Linked DNA regions of Pan troglodytes: region 1 is linked to region 2. The links are chromatin contacts, called in public Hi-C maps. All regions are on one chromosome and are shown on one strand. The core of a region is the stretch at or near the end of the contact, and the rest is flanking DNA. Distances in the headings are between cores, read along the strand shown.

What was found. A called contact is a pair of places that touch in the nucleus more often than the background predicts.
Region 1: a contact with region 2 is called in a Hi-C map of induced pluripotent stem cells, with 2.4 times the contacts expected there. The contact joins two enhancer-like sites. A contact is called at or near these places in 2 of 7 Hi-C or Micro-C datasets (induced pluripotent stem cells and stem cell-derived neural progenitor cells).

What each region holds. Positions count from the first base shown.
Region 1 is chr9:134,998,073-135,005,010 of NHGRI_mPanTro3-v2.0_pri, forward strand. It overlaps a transcript of OPCML not described here. Among named protein-coding and RNA genes, the nearest start is that of OPCML, 120 kb to the left of the region's middle. Within about 2 kb of position 2,764, at least 14 of the 24 cell types and tissues checked have an H3K27ac peak or open chromatin away from gene starts, as enhancers often do. A contact at or near this core is called in induced pluripotent stem cells, where this site is marked.
Region 2 is chr9:134,057,345-134,064,220 of NHGRI_mPanTro3-v2.0_pri, forward strand. The region is part of intron 3 of NTM (neurotrimin); the gene reads left to right. Among named protein-coding and RNA genes, the nearest start is that of NTM, 760 kb to the left of the region's middle. Within about 2 kb of position 5,042, at least 11 of the 24 cell types and tissues checked have an H3K27ac peak or open chromatin away from gene starts, as enhancers often do. A contact at or near this core is called in induced pluripotent stem cells, where this site is marked.

The sequences.
Region 1 (6,938 bases), core at 1,514-4,013, 940 kb after region 2:
CATCCAAGCACACTTAAGCGCATGCATAAATGGGACACTAAACAGAAATTGAGGTGGGGGTGGGGGCTGAAAAGTTTGAGAATTTCATGGAAACTTTTGAGGAAGCCCATTGGTTGGGGGCATAGGGTCTTGTTTAGCTACAAAAGGTGACACCAACTTTGGTTTTAGAATAAATTTCCTAGCACTGGGTGTAAAGACACCTTTCCTAATGGAACTGTTAGCCTGGCCTAAGCTCTATGTCATTCCAAGGGTATATGTCGTGCTAACCTCCATTATGCTCAAAGCTGCAAGTTTCCACAAGAGTCCCCAGTGTCAGGGAGGAAAGCACAGGAGCCGCTTGCATCAGACTCCACTGGTAACACCAGACTCCACCACAAATGTGATTCTAAATTTCTCACCCCAGATACCTGTCCTTGCCTCTGCCAGACTGGACAGACCCAAGTGAAAGGAAGTCCATGAATCCCTGCTGCACTTCCTTATCTTAAATCTCTCAGGTCCTTTTACCACCTGCATGTAGGCAAAATCAGTGTCTTCTCGAGCCTTTTCTGTTCAATTCTGACTGGCGTTACCACTATTGACAAATACTGCTGAGTAGTTTTCCAAACATTTTTAATTTGCAAATGATATCATTTAATAGAACCGAGGCTCAAGAGTCCTCCTTGCTCATAAAACATTAGTTTCCAGTTTAATGTCAAGGATTTTGGTAAAGGTCTTGGCTCAGAACGTTGCACCCTGCTTAGATTCCAACACTTCATCCCTCCTTTCCCTACAGATGAGATCTTCTGAGCCCTGCTTGTAGATTTAATGCATCACCACACCCAAGACTGCCTGAGCGGCATCCTTGGAGACCCCACTGCCCACCCTTGCTGCCAGTTCAGCTTCCATCTCCTGTTCCAGCTGGGGTTTAGGGCTGCCTCAGCAACCCTGTCATTGATCCCAATCCTGATCACTGGACCCAAGCATCGTTCCCGCCCCTGAGCCTCTGCCTTGCCAAGCTCTACTCCACAGCAGCCTCCCTAGGAATGGCTTTCTGCCTTGCTCCAGCCCTGCTGCATGCAGCCAGCCGGCAGCTGCAGCGCTGGGGACTGATCTGAGGTACCCCTGCCAGACACCACTGTCTGTAAAGACAGCCGCATCCTCCTTGTGCCTGTCCAGTGCCTCCCATGGCCGGGGGCCAGCATGGGGCTTTGGGGTCATGGAGTTTTCCCATTGTATTCCAGTCATTGTCTCAGCACGTGCTGTGAGTTCTAACGGTCAGTCCAGAGACCAGCCTTCGCAGTGTAAGTTCAGTTCCTATTCTGTCCCTTCCTATCTCTTTCTAGGGGCTCCAGTCTATAAGAGTTACCCAGAGTGGTACAGGCTCCGAGTGAGAACGGACACATGTCATACAACGGCGGAGAGAAGCAACCAGAGGGCTGGTCCCCTGGGCCACGGCTAGCCCTCAGGGATGCCTTTTCCAGCCTCCTGTCTCCTTCTTAAACCCAACAGACTAGACAGCCTCCCATGGGGTCAGAAAGGAGGAAAGTCACGTTGTGCTCTTAGAAAAGGTCCCAGGGAGCCACATTTCGTGGGCTCTACAGTGGTGTGCCTGCACTTCAGACTGTGAAGCAGCTGCCTTCGTACCTATTTTTATAGGATGTGAATGATGACTTTGGGTCCTATTAATCTGCCGCAAGGTTTTATTCAGTCTCATGGTCAGAAAAGGTCATTTACAGAGCTGTTGTTTTTTTTTTTTTGGATGGGGTTTTGCTCTTGTCACCCAGGCTGGAGTGCAATGGCTTGATCTTGGCTCACTACAACCTCCGCCTCCCAGATTCAGGCCATTCTCCTACCTCAGCCTACTGAGTAGCTGGGATTACAGGTGCCCGCCACCATGCCCTGGTAATTTTTGTATTTTTAGTAGAGACGAAGTTTCACCATGTTAACCAGGCTGGTCTTGAACTCCTGACCTCAGGTGATCCACCCACCTTGGCCTCCCAAAGTGCTGGGATTACAGGGGTGAGCCACCGAGCCCAGCCCCGGTTGGTGATTATTAATACCAGCTAGATCTTCAAAGTCATTCCTGAATTGAGAAAGATTTCATGGGTGTTTTTGTGAAATGGGCTAGCCGTGAGCCGGGTTTGATCACTTGACGGTGTCAGTTGCAGACACGGCTGGAAGATATGGCTTTAATTTTCTTTCTTTCTTTCTTTTTTTAACCACAAAACAAAAAAACCCAAAACTGTTTCCTCAAGCCCCTTGTATTGGGGCCTATTGCAGGTGAAGGGGGCTGACCAAAGGAAGGAGGTGGCGCTGATCCAGAGGAGGCTGAGTGAGGGGTGGAGCGGAGTCCGGCAGAGGGAGGGAAGGAGAGGAACGCCGGCCCACTAGCCGACCCCAGCGCAGCCCAGCGCGGTTCCCAGACGCTGCCGGGTAACTGATGCCGCCGGCACAGCTTGTTCTCATTTGTGGAGCTTTGTCTCCCCTCGCTGGGCAGCCCCTGGTACTGCAACCCACCTGGCCGCCTTCCCGGCTGAGGCCCCCGGGCAGAGTCCTCCGCAGGGAGCATTCCGGTGGACAAACACCCCTTTCCCTGGTAGCTGTGTCAACAGTTGATCTGCGGCAGCGAACCAGGCGGAGGGTCAAATGGGAGAAGGGCGGCCAGCAGGTTCCACCAGAGACTGTCGCTGGCGTCCTCAGGGGCCGCTCCAGGGCCACCTTGTGTGCTTGCCCTTTCCCCAGGCTAGATTGCCCCGGGAGGCGGACTGTGCCGCCTGAATTCTTGTCCGGGTGGGACTGGCCTCGGTGAAGGATCCGGGAATGGGACTTCCGGGCCGGGCCGGAGGGGAAGTGTCAGGAAGAGCTCAGGCTTTAGCGAGCCTGGAGGGAAGGGAAGGCTGAGGTCTCCTCTGCCTCCGCAGCCACATGGCCTGGCGCGGGGCGGGCCGGCAGTAAATGTAAGAAGGCTTTATTCATTTACTGGAAACGTTTCCTGGAAGCCTGGCATGTGCTAACGATACAACATTGAACAATACAAAGGTCCCTGCCACGGAGCTTACGTTGCGTCCACCAGGTAGACAGGACACACACGAGATATAAAGTACAGTACGTGTTTAATCTGGATGAGAAAAGGAGAAAAATAAAACAAGGAGGGAGAGGCGACCTGTCAGGGGCCAGGGTGGGGTGAGTGGAAGAAACGGTGTCCCTGACAAGGTGCCTGGTGGCCTCACCCGGAGGAAAGCACGCTGCAGAGGAAACGGTTCAGTCTGGTGCTTGAAGCCCCCGGACCCCTGTGAGAGCCGGACCTGGACGAGCATGAAGTCCTGCAGGAGGAAGGCGGCCCAGAGCCTTGGAAAATCCATCTGTGCTGAGCCTGGGCTGGGCTGCTTCACTGGGGCCTCCGGGAGCAGGATCAGCCCTGGAAGGGGCACTTTTAAACCACGTGTGCAGATGCCCACCAAGGGAACAAGGTCAGAAGGAGCCATGGCTCCAGAAGGGGTGCTGATGACGTGGCCCCTGGGGTTGGAGATGCACACCCTGCCACTGCCTGTGCTCCAGGGCAGAGGCACCTGCCCCCTAGCCAGACTTGCTTCGGAGATGGGTCGTCTCCAAGGCGCTGCCTGGAGACAAATGTGCCCCAGAGCCCAGCAAGGGCTGTGAACAAGCCGTTGCTACACGATATTTCCCGTGTGTAGGAAGGGCATCGCTTCTTTCCCTCAGTACAGTGGACACACGTGGCTCTAGCGGGCACATGCGGCAAACCTCAAGGCAGTGCTCTCTGGTTTGCCACAGTCTCACATTTGTCTGCCCAGACACGTAACTGGGACCTCAAGGGCCTTCTGTCAGCCTTGCCCTGGGATATCTCCTCCGTGTGGACAGGGTGCTTCACTTGGATTCACTGGATGGGACTTGAACACCTGCAGAGTTAAAGCTGAGACGCTGCCTGGGTCATTTAGGCCAGAATGCGCACAGACCCACAAGCACCCGAGGCTCCTGCTGCTGCGCACACTTCCTGCCAACGTTCCCTTGCCCGAAGCTCCCTCCTCTCCCGGCTCCACCCATCACACTACTGAATCCCGATACAACACGTGCTGCTCCATCCTGCCTGTCCACACCTCTTTCCTGTGACTCTCCTCCCTCCCGGGAGTGCACACGCCTTCATTCGTCCATCCCCTCCTGACATGAGAAACGCCATCCTCTGTGGGCCTGAGAACCTTGGTGCCCGCAACATCTGATCTCCTTAGAGTGCTAGAACAGAGCTGCCTGCCCAGGACCCTCAGGCCAGCAGCACCCTGCCCGCCTCTGCCTGCCAAGGAGGGGCCATGGCCAGGGTGGATAAGGGAGTGGAACCCTGGCTTGCCCCATGTCCACTCCTGCCAATGGCCACTCCCCTTTCAGAGGAAACCAACTCTACAACCAGTTAACAGACTAGGAATTTAAACCACAGCCACTTCCCCAATTGCAGAAACAGTACTTCAACTCTCAGAGTAATGGACCAGCAATGCTGAAGACGCCTTTAAAAAAATGCCAGTCTCACTGCACCCTCTCCTCCAACCTCCCCTTTCATAGAAGAGGTTGCCAAAGTCTAGGCAGAGTACTAGGACTTGAAGGAGGTTCCTTGTTAGTTCAAGGAACCAAACTCCGGTCCTGACTTGAGTCCTGCAATATTTTTATTATGCCAGGCGAAATCCAATTCCCAGTTCTGACTACGGTATCCAGCAACAACTAAGTCATTCTATGTCCTGGTGCAAGTCATTGGAAGACCCTGAGGCTCAAATCATCTGTCATATGAGGCTGCCACCTCGTGTTCTGTCTCCCATGTCCCTGCGAAGTTGTTGTTTGTTGTTTGTTGTTTGTTTTTGTTTTGTTTTGTTTTTTGAGATGGAGACTCACTCTGTTGCCCAGGCTGGAGTGCAGTGATGTGATCTCGGCTTACTGTGACCTCCGCCTCCTGGGTTCAAACCATTCTCCTGCCTCAGCCTCTCAAGTAACTGGGATTACAGGCATGCGCCACCATACCCAGCAGATTTTTTTGTATTTTTAGTGGAGACAGGGTTTCACAATGTTGGCCATGCTGGTCTCGAACTCCTGACCTCAGATGATTCACCCGCCTCAGCCTCCCAAGGTGTTGGGATTACAGATGTGAGCCACCACACCAGGCCGGTGAAGTTGTGTTGAGATAATACCTGTGAAAGTTATCTAGAAGGTAAAACCACTATAAAAATAAAATAGAAAAGTAACAATAAGCCATGAAAACTGGTGCGAAGGAATCCCTGAGTTCTGACTCTTTCCCTGTTGCTCCCTTATGGCATAACGTGCTTAAGTTTGCAGAGTACTTCCATACTCAGCCACACATTCTCGCAACAATCTTTTGAAGATGTGTGATTAGTGCCATTTTCCAGATGAAGAAACTGAGGCTCTAGGAGATGAAGTCACTGTCATTTGCTCGGAGATCTGCAGTGAGTAAAGGGTGTGGCTTGGATTTGAATAGGGTCTTCCAAATCCAGACTCCAGGCTCCTCCCACTGCCAATCACTCTTCAATGTGAAAGCAGCCACTGGCACTACTCAGCGTGCTAGAACAGAGAATATTCGCTCTGTGGGACTCCTCTGGGGGTTGAAATGAGGAACTTCTGAATCAGGGAGCTCATGCTCAACCCTGGCTGAATCCTTGAGGACTCAGGGCAAGCAGAACATCAACTCGTCCTTCAAGGGGAACAAACCATAGGCTGAAGGGAACTTTAGAGCTGCACTAGCCTGGCTTTCTTATTTTACCAAGGCATAAGCACATCCAATGGAAGAAGATGTCTTCACTCAATGGCATGAAACACTTCCTGATGCCCAAAGTCCACCTGGGCAAAGTGGCCAGGTGGATGAAGTTAGTGTCTTGAAGCTTCTTGTTGCCTCTTTCACTGGCCCTTCCTATGCCATCGCCTCTCCCCCCAGGATCAGGGATGTCATCCCTCATCCCTGACATGGCTCATGCCCAGGTCTGCCTACTCCCACAGTAAAATGCTGTCCAACCTCCCTTTCACAATTACCTCCGCTGGGGAAAATGCTTATCATATATTTGTGCAAAGTTTTAGCAAGTCAGCCCCATGGTATCTAGGGAGGTCTGAAGGATGGTTATCTTTGGGGGCGCAGTTATGGATCATTGCTATTTTCTTCTCTATACTTGCAGTATTTTCATGTTTTATTTTAAATTTTAACAATAATAATGCATTTATTTATATGCTTCTTTTTAGGCCTCTTCTCAGCACACTGTTCCAACCAAAATTGATCTAATAAACGTATTTATTTTAAAGCAGCAAAGATTGATACTGACAGACGGTATTTTTATTCCAGGCTCAGTATCACAGCCTAGCTTATTTCCTTAAGCCAAAACCCTGCCCTTCTGAAGTAGAATCCCAGGCATTCTGGTTTATTGGGAATAGAGCTTAGAATTGGGGCACAGTGGGTGTGGTCATGGGGAGATGAAGAAGCCCTTAAACTCTGCTTTTTTTCCTTAATAGATCAGAAGAACATCCTCATTCACTAGAATTTCATTTACATATGGGAGATTTCTGCCAGCAGAAGTCTATGCCCAAATGGTAAAGGGGAAGGCCTGCTCTCGGCCTGTCTTGTGAGCAGTGGGGACGCTGCCCTTCTTCCAGTACATTCTTCATCAAAATTCATGTGCTCTGTTCTCTCATCGCTCCCCTGTTTAGGTTCTGGTATGCACAAAACACATGCTCGAGAATTAGCTGGCACAAACAGTTGATATGTTCCTTCATGTAATGTGAATTTACATGTTCACAGGAGGGCCTGTCAGGGTAACTGGGTTCAAAGGAGTTATACTAATGAGGAAAACTCTTATGTCCTTGACACATAAATGCTGGAGATATTTTTCAGCAGACGGATATTTTGGCATTCCCTGAATATGTGTATGCATAAGTTAGCACATCTGGTTGACATCTTATTT
Region 2 (6,876 bases), core at 3,792-6,291:
GAGCCCCAGGGGTGTCCTGAGCAAAGGGAGCACTTTCCACACCAGCTGTATTTGGGAAATGTCTCAGCCAGGGACTCACCCCTTTCTCCCAAATCTCCTGAGCTCCTTAGTTGGCGTTTCTTTAAAGATACTTAAGTTTGCCCTGTTCAGAATTTTTCTGGGTTTGTAGCTTGTCACAGTGGTGCCCAGAATTAGATTCCTGTTGCCTTGTCTCACACACTCTCACACACACAGACTCACTCATTCATCTAATTGGAAACAAAAAGAACAAGGGAGATGGAAAACATGGACTCTAGTTGTTCTCCTTCCTCGCCACGTTGAATGTATTTCCTCATGCTCCCCCTGGCTGGCCTCCTCCTGGCACACTTTTCCTATCTTCTCTTCTGTGCATCTCCCCGTCAGCCTTGCTTCTCTGCATCTCACTCCCCCTTTGCTTCTCTCTCTTTTCTCTCATCTGCCATGAGGCTGCTCAACTGCCAGAGGGTCAGAACTGTATATCACTGAGGGATCAGCATGAGGGCCACATTGACAAGGAAAGCTGTCATCAAATTTTACAGCTTCATGTAAAATGCACTGTCCATGGCAAGGACAGAGAAAGGACTGGAAAGGCACAGGGGGCAGTGTGGGGAGAAGGGATAGTTAGAAGAGAGGCTCTCTCGTAGGTGAAGGGGGAGGTAAACCTACGTGCTTTCTACAGAAAGGTATTCATGGAGACAAATCTGCCATGTTTTCTAAACACAACCATGTCTCTGGAAGCCTCACTAGGAGACCAACAATTAATAACAGTGTCAGTTATGGGATGTCTGTGTGGTCCATTGCATAGAACGACAGAGGAAGCTTGATCCAAGCTTTGAGTACTAGGAAGCCAAGGGTAGCAATGTGAAGGGGCCTATGGCCGTTCTGTTTTCGGCGAGAGCTAGGGAAATCCCCTGCCACTGGTCCTTCCCATACACAGTGCTATATGCGCATTTGATGAGCCAGCCAACAGGTGCCTGAGTACCTGCCGTGAGACCAGCTGGCAATAGCTCCTCTGAGGCACAGCAGAATGGACCGTGTGCTAAAGGCATCAACAGCCTGGGCGGGCAAACAGGACCAGCCCAGGAGAGTCCATTAGAGAACCACGCATGTGCGGGTTACTGACCAAGAGTTAGGTTCCTACGTGTGCACAGCCTTCCCCCAGATTCCATTCCTCAGGACTCTGCACCCATCCCATCCCACTTTCTCAGGACAGAAACCAGGAGGCAGAGTTGTACCTTGCCTTACAGTGTCCGTCTCCTGGAGACCGTCAGTAGGATCCAGTGGCTGCTCTGTAATTTAGTAGCTTTGTGACCCGAGGCAATTTATTAAGCTTCAGTTCCCTTGCAGGTAAAGTGGAGATATTTTTGTTTACTACCACACAGAGTGGCTGTGTGGCTCACATAACATGATCTGAGTAAAGTGCTTTGCATAGTGCCTGGCACACTCTAGTGATCAATAAACGTTAGTCAGGGTCATTATTGTGCTATGCCCCTTCCTTTCTGCTATTGCCCCTCCCATCCCCGGATCTTCGATCCGGCCATGGATTCTACTTCCCGGTGTCTCCTGTCTCCATCCCTTCCTCTCCAGCCCCTGGGGCCCTGCGCTCCCTGAGATCTCAGCAGCCGTGGCTGGGCTGGCCTTTGGTGGTTTTGTGAGTGCTCTCAGACTGCAGGGAGAGACAGGCTCCAAAACACAGGTCCCAGCACAGTGCCGCCCTGTTGGAAGCTCTTGGCGCCTGCGCCTTAGATTCCTTAACATAACTTAAAATGCCCTTCATGAAAGTACTTCTCTTCACCTGTCCAGGTTTGTTGCCCGTCTGCCTCCCCATTTCTACCCAAATCCTACTCAGCAGCTGCTCACAATAATGATTCTCAGTTTTGCACATCAGAAAAAGTTGTGGAAATTGTTCTGAATATTTTTTGTGTACGTGTGTGTGTGCGCGCGCGCACGCGCGGGGCGGGGTTGCGTGGGTAATTTATAAAGTACAGGCATTTATATAAAGTTCCACAATGGCTGAGTGTGGTGTCTCATGCATGTAATTCCAGCATTTTGGGAGGCCAAGTGAGGAGGATTGCTTGAGTCCAGGAGATTGAAATTGTCAGCCTCAGCAACATAACAAGACCCTGTCTCTACAAAAACAAAAAAACAACAACAAAAAGAAAAATAGCTGCTCCTGGTGGTCCTAGCTTCTGTACTCCTAGGTACTGTAGCTAGCGCCTGTTGTCTAAGCTACTCTGGAGGCTGGTTGGAGGCTGCAGGGGTGATGATTGTGCCACTGCACTTCAGCCTGGGTGCCAGCATGACATCCATCTCCAAATGAATAAGTAAAGCAAGTTCTACAGGTGGGCCTGATTTGCATCTTGAGTCCTAGAGCACAACCTTCCCAGACACACCCTGCCTTCCTCACACTGCCCGCATACCTGTCTACACTCAGTCCCAGCAAACGCAAACGGATGGGCTCACAGTGGGGATGCAAACAAAGATGAGGTGACTGAGTGAGTGAATCAGGAAAGGATGTTTTCATTTTATTGAGTGAATTAGACTAAGTCAAACCCTCCCTTAGAGTGTAAAGTAGAAGATAAATAATGTACCGGTGTGTGTTTGTGTGTGTGTGTGTGTGGTGGGGTATGTGGTATATGTGGTGTGTGGTGTGGTATGTGATGTGTGTGTAGTGTGTAGTGTGTGATGTGTGTGTGGTGTGTGGTGGTGTATGTGGTATGTAGTGTGTGCTATGTGATGTATGTGGTGTGTGGTGAGGTATGAGTGTGTATGTGGTGTATAGTGTGTGGTGTGTGATGTGTGTGTGATGCGTGTGTGGTGGTGTATGTGGTGTGTGTGGTGTGTAGTGTGTGCTATGTGATGTATGTGGTGTGTGGTGGGGTATGAATGTGTATGTGGTGTGTAGTGTGTGGTGTGTGATGTGTGTGGTGTTTGGTGGTGTATGTGGTATGTGTGTCATGTGGTATGTGGTGTGTGTGTCATGTGTAGTGGGGTATGTGGTGTGAGTGTGGTGTGTAGTGTGTGGTGTGTGATGTGTGTGTGGTGATGGTGGGGTCTGTGGTGTATGTGTTGTGTCGCGTGGTGTGTGATGTGTGTGTGGTGTGTGGTGTGAGTGTGGTGTGTAGTGTGTGGTGTGTGATGTGTTTGTGGTGCGTGGTGGGGTATGTGGTGTATGTGTTGTATGGTGTGGTATGTGGTATGTGTGTGGTGTGTAGTGTGTGTTATGTGTTGTGTTGTGGGGTATGTGGTATGTCTAGTGATATGGCGTGTGTGGTGTGTGTGTGTGTTTGTGTGGTGTGGTATGAGGTGTATGTGTATTGTGTGGTGTGGTATGTGGTGTACGTGTAGTATGGTGTGTGTGTGGTGGTGTGTGTGATGTATGTTGTATATGGTGTGTGTGGTGTGGTATATGTGGTGGGGCATGTGTGTGTTGTGGTGTGTGTTGTGTGCGTGGTGTGTGTGTGTGGTGTCTATAGTATGTGTGTTGTGAGTGTGTGGTGTGTGTGGTGGAGTGTGTGTTGTGTGGTATGTGGTGCATGTGTGTTGTGTGTGTGATGTGTGTGGTGGGGTGTGTGTTTTGTGTTGTGGTATGTGGTGCGTGTGTGGTGGAGTGTGTGGTATGTGGTGTGTATTGTTTGGTATGTGTGGTAAGATGTGTGGTACAATGTGTGGTGTGTGGTGCATGGTGTGTGTATTTTGTGTGTGGTATATTTGTGTGTGTGTTGTGTATTATCTGTGATGTGGGTTTATGTGGTGTGTGGTGGGGTATGTGGTGTGTGTTATGGTATGTGGGGTGTGTGTCTCTGTGTGGTGTGCAGTGGTGTATGTGGTGTGTGTGGTATGTGATGTGTGTGGTGTGTGATGGGGTATGAGTGTGTGTGTGGTGTGTAGTGTGTGATGTGTCGTGGGGTATGTGATGTGTGTTATGGTATGTGGGGTGTGTGTCTCTGGCGTGGTATGTGGTGTGCGTGTTGTGTATGGTATGAGTGATGTGTGTGTGTGGTGGGGTGTATGGTGTGTGGTATAGTATGTGGTGTGTGTGGTGTGTGCATGCGTAGTGTGTGGTATGTGGTCTGTGTTGTGGTATGTCGTGCATATGTTGAGCATGCTATGGTATGTGATGTGTGTATGGTGTGTGTGCATGTGTGGTGTGTGGTATGTGGTGCGTGTATTTTGTGTGTTGTGGTATATGGTGCATGTGTGGTGTGTGGTATGTGGTGCATGTATTTTGTGTGTTGTATATGGTGCATGTGTGTTGTGTGTGTGTTGTGTATCTGTGTGTGCTGTGTGGTATGTGTGGTGTGTGGTGTGTGTGTGGCTGGGTGTGTGCTGTGGTATGTGGTGTGTGCTGTGGTATGTGGTGTGTGTGCGTGCATGTGTTTGTGTATATTGTGTGTGTGTAAGAGAGATCAACAGGGGTCCCAGGCAAGGGGGATGAGTGGGCTGTTGGCAGAGGAAGAAGCGCAGCCCAGCAAAGGTGGAGCCTCGCTTTCCATAAGCAGCTTGGGTCCCCAGGCGCCCCTGCGCGATGTGGGAGTGGGAGAGACTGAGTGGGCGCAAGGGTCTCGCCACCTGGGTGTGTGAACGAGTGCAGAAATACAAACAGCTCCGAGCCAGAGGATCCTGAGTCCATCAATTCTTTGCAGAAGAAAAGTCTGATGGATTGAAATTGTCACACAAGAACGCTGTGAACAATAGCAGGGAGATTGTTTCTCTCCAGCCCAGCTGTGGTGAGTTACTTCTTAATGGCAAGGTAGGGAGACACACACCACGGACAATGCTGAGGGTGACAGGAGATGCCTGTGCCAGTTATTTATTATGGGAGAGGAAGGTGTTCCTTCTACTTTTTTTCCTTCCATCACCCCCTTCTTCTCTATGATAAATGGGGGCTGAGCTGTTTGTGTTATGCAGAGGCTGACAAAATGAGGCGATCAGATTGGAAATCAAAGCTCTCACCATGGCTGGCAGTGTGCCGGGACTTCGCAGCCACCTCCCATGGCGGGGGCAGGAGGAGGGGGAGGAAGCAGCTGCTGTCATTTCTCCCCTAGCAGTTGTTTTTGGTTTTACTTTTATTTCTCCCAAGAGGAGAGGAGCTGGAGAGGGCAGCCAAACTAGCACAAGAAAGAAAAGGAGAAAGAGGGCAAGAATGGAAATGCGGAAGGAGAAAGAGCCCTACCAGGAGGCAAAGGGAGAGGGAAGCGAGGAGGAGGGAAGAAGCCTCCAGAACGTGCCTTTTTCCGATTTGTGCTGGCTGCGACCTTGCAGCCTGTTTCTCTGCCAGCTGCCCCTCCTTTGCTGCGAGAGGTGTTTTCTGTGACCTGCAAAGCGTGGTTTAATTTACAGGGTGAGTTGGAAATGATTCAAGCATCTGCTCCTTTCAAATGTTGGGAAACTGAGGCACAGCACATTAAGAACTCTTCAACTTGCTTCTTGCGGGCCTTATTGTCAGTCTTTTTTCCTGAGAGTTCCAGAAACTATTTCCATCTCCAGCTTTCAGGATGAATAACTTATTCAGGCCTTTGCTTTTCTGGTGCGTTCTCCCAAAACTCCTCCTATTTCAAACTGCCCCCCAAAGTCCCTGAGCCTGAGTCTTATGGGTTGACTCTGCCCTCTGGTGGATCGAAAGGTGGTGAATGAGGCAGAAAAGGGAGCTCGTTCCAGAAAAACATACCCTGGCAGGCTTCCCAGGAAAGTCTTTGGTTAAAGCAACCCGAACCCAAAATGAATACAGCTCAATATGCTGTGATGTATTAATATCCTGATAAGCGAGTCAGAATGTGTTTCCAAATAGACCTATTACATAAGTGGCAATAAATACTAACCCATCTCTCACCTTGCTGCGGTGAGCGCATAGAGAGGGATCTGTAGTGTGGGATTCCAGGCAGTCTTGGCGATGCTGACCTTCTGACGGATGGGGAGGCCTGAGCCCTCTATAACACAGGTCCCCTGTGACATCCACATCACACAGTCGTGCCCTTTGCCCACCTTTTTAATGACTTTCTATTTTGTTTTACAACCAGCAATCTGCTGCATGTGCTGGTCAACAGTATCTATCTTTTCTGCTGTGGCTTGCTGCCTTGGATGCTTTTATGGGCATTGATTCCCTCCACTGCTTCCCCAAAGAGGTTCTTTTCCTTGAGCCAGAGCGGCATTCCGGCGGATTACAGTGTCTGCCACTCTGCACTCCGATTTATTGCCATCCTGGGCTTTAGTCTCTCCTACATTCACAGCCAAGCCTCATTCATTTTGTTTTCTGGGGCGAGCAAATGGAAGAAGTTGCTATTAATAGGAGAAAGAATGTCATGCCGGCAGACTTAGTGGTGTCTAACTTTATAGCCTGCAAGTCCCAGAGCCAAGCTCTTGTCTTAGATCCACCCTTCCCCATCCAAGGGACTGAACCAGGTGGGATGCTGGCCTGGGCATTGGCTCTCTGAAAGATTTACACTTTTCTGGCTTTTGTCGACAAAGGATATTCTCATATTTGGGCACTCTCATCCATATGTCCTCTCCTTTTCCCTGTGACCATCAGTTTACATTTGGCAGAAGGCTATCTGGGGTTGTAGATGAAGTCTGAGGGCAGATGGCTGGGGACAGGACGCTGGAGAGGAGAAGCACATGGCAGTGGTATAGGATGGTTTGCTTCTCAGCTTTCCCAGACACTAAAGTATATGAATCCAATTAAAGTTGTTCTGTGAGTGTGTTTTTTTTTTACATTGATAAACATGTTTGCTAATCATTTATCACAAATTAAATAGTAGAGCAATTTCTAAACAATGTCCTACAGATAATGAATGTCTTTTGAATATGCATACACAATGTTACATCTCAACTGTTGCTAGTCCTGTTTACTCTCTCAGC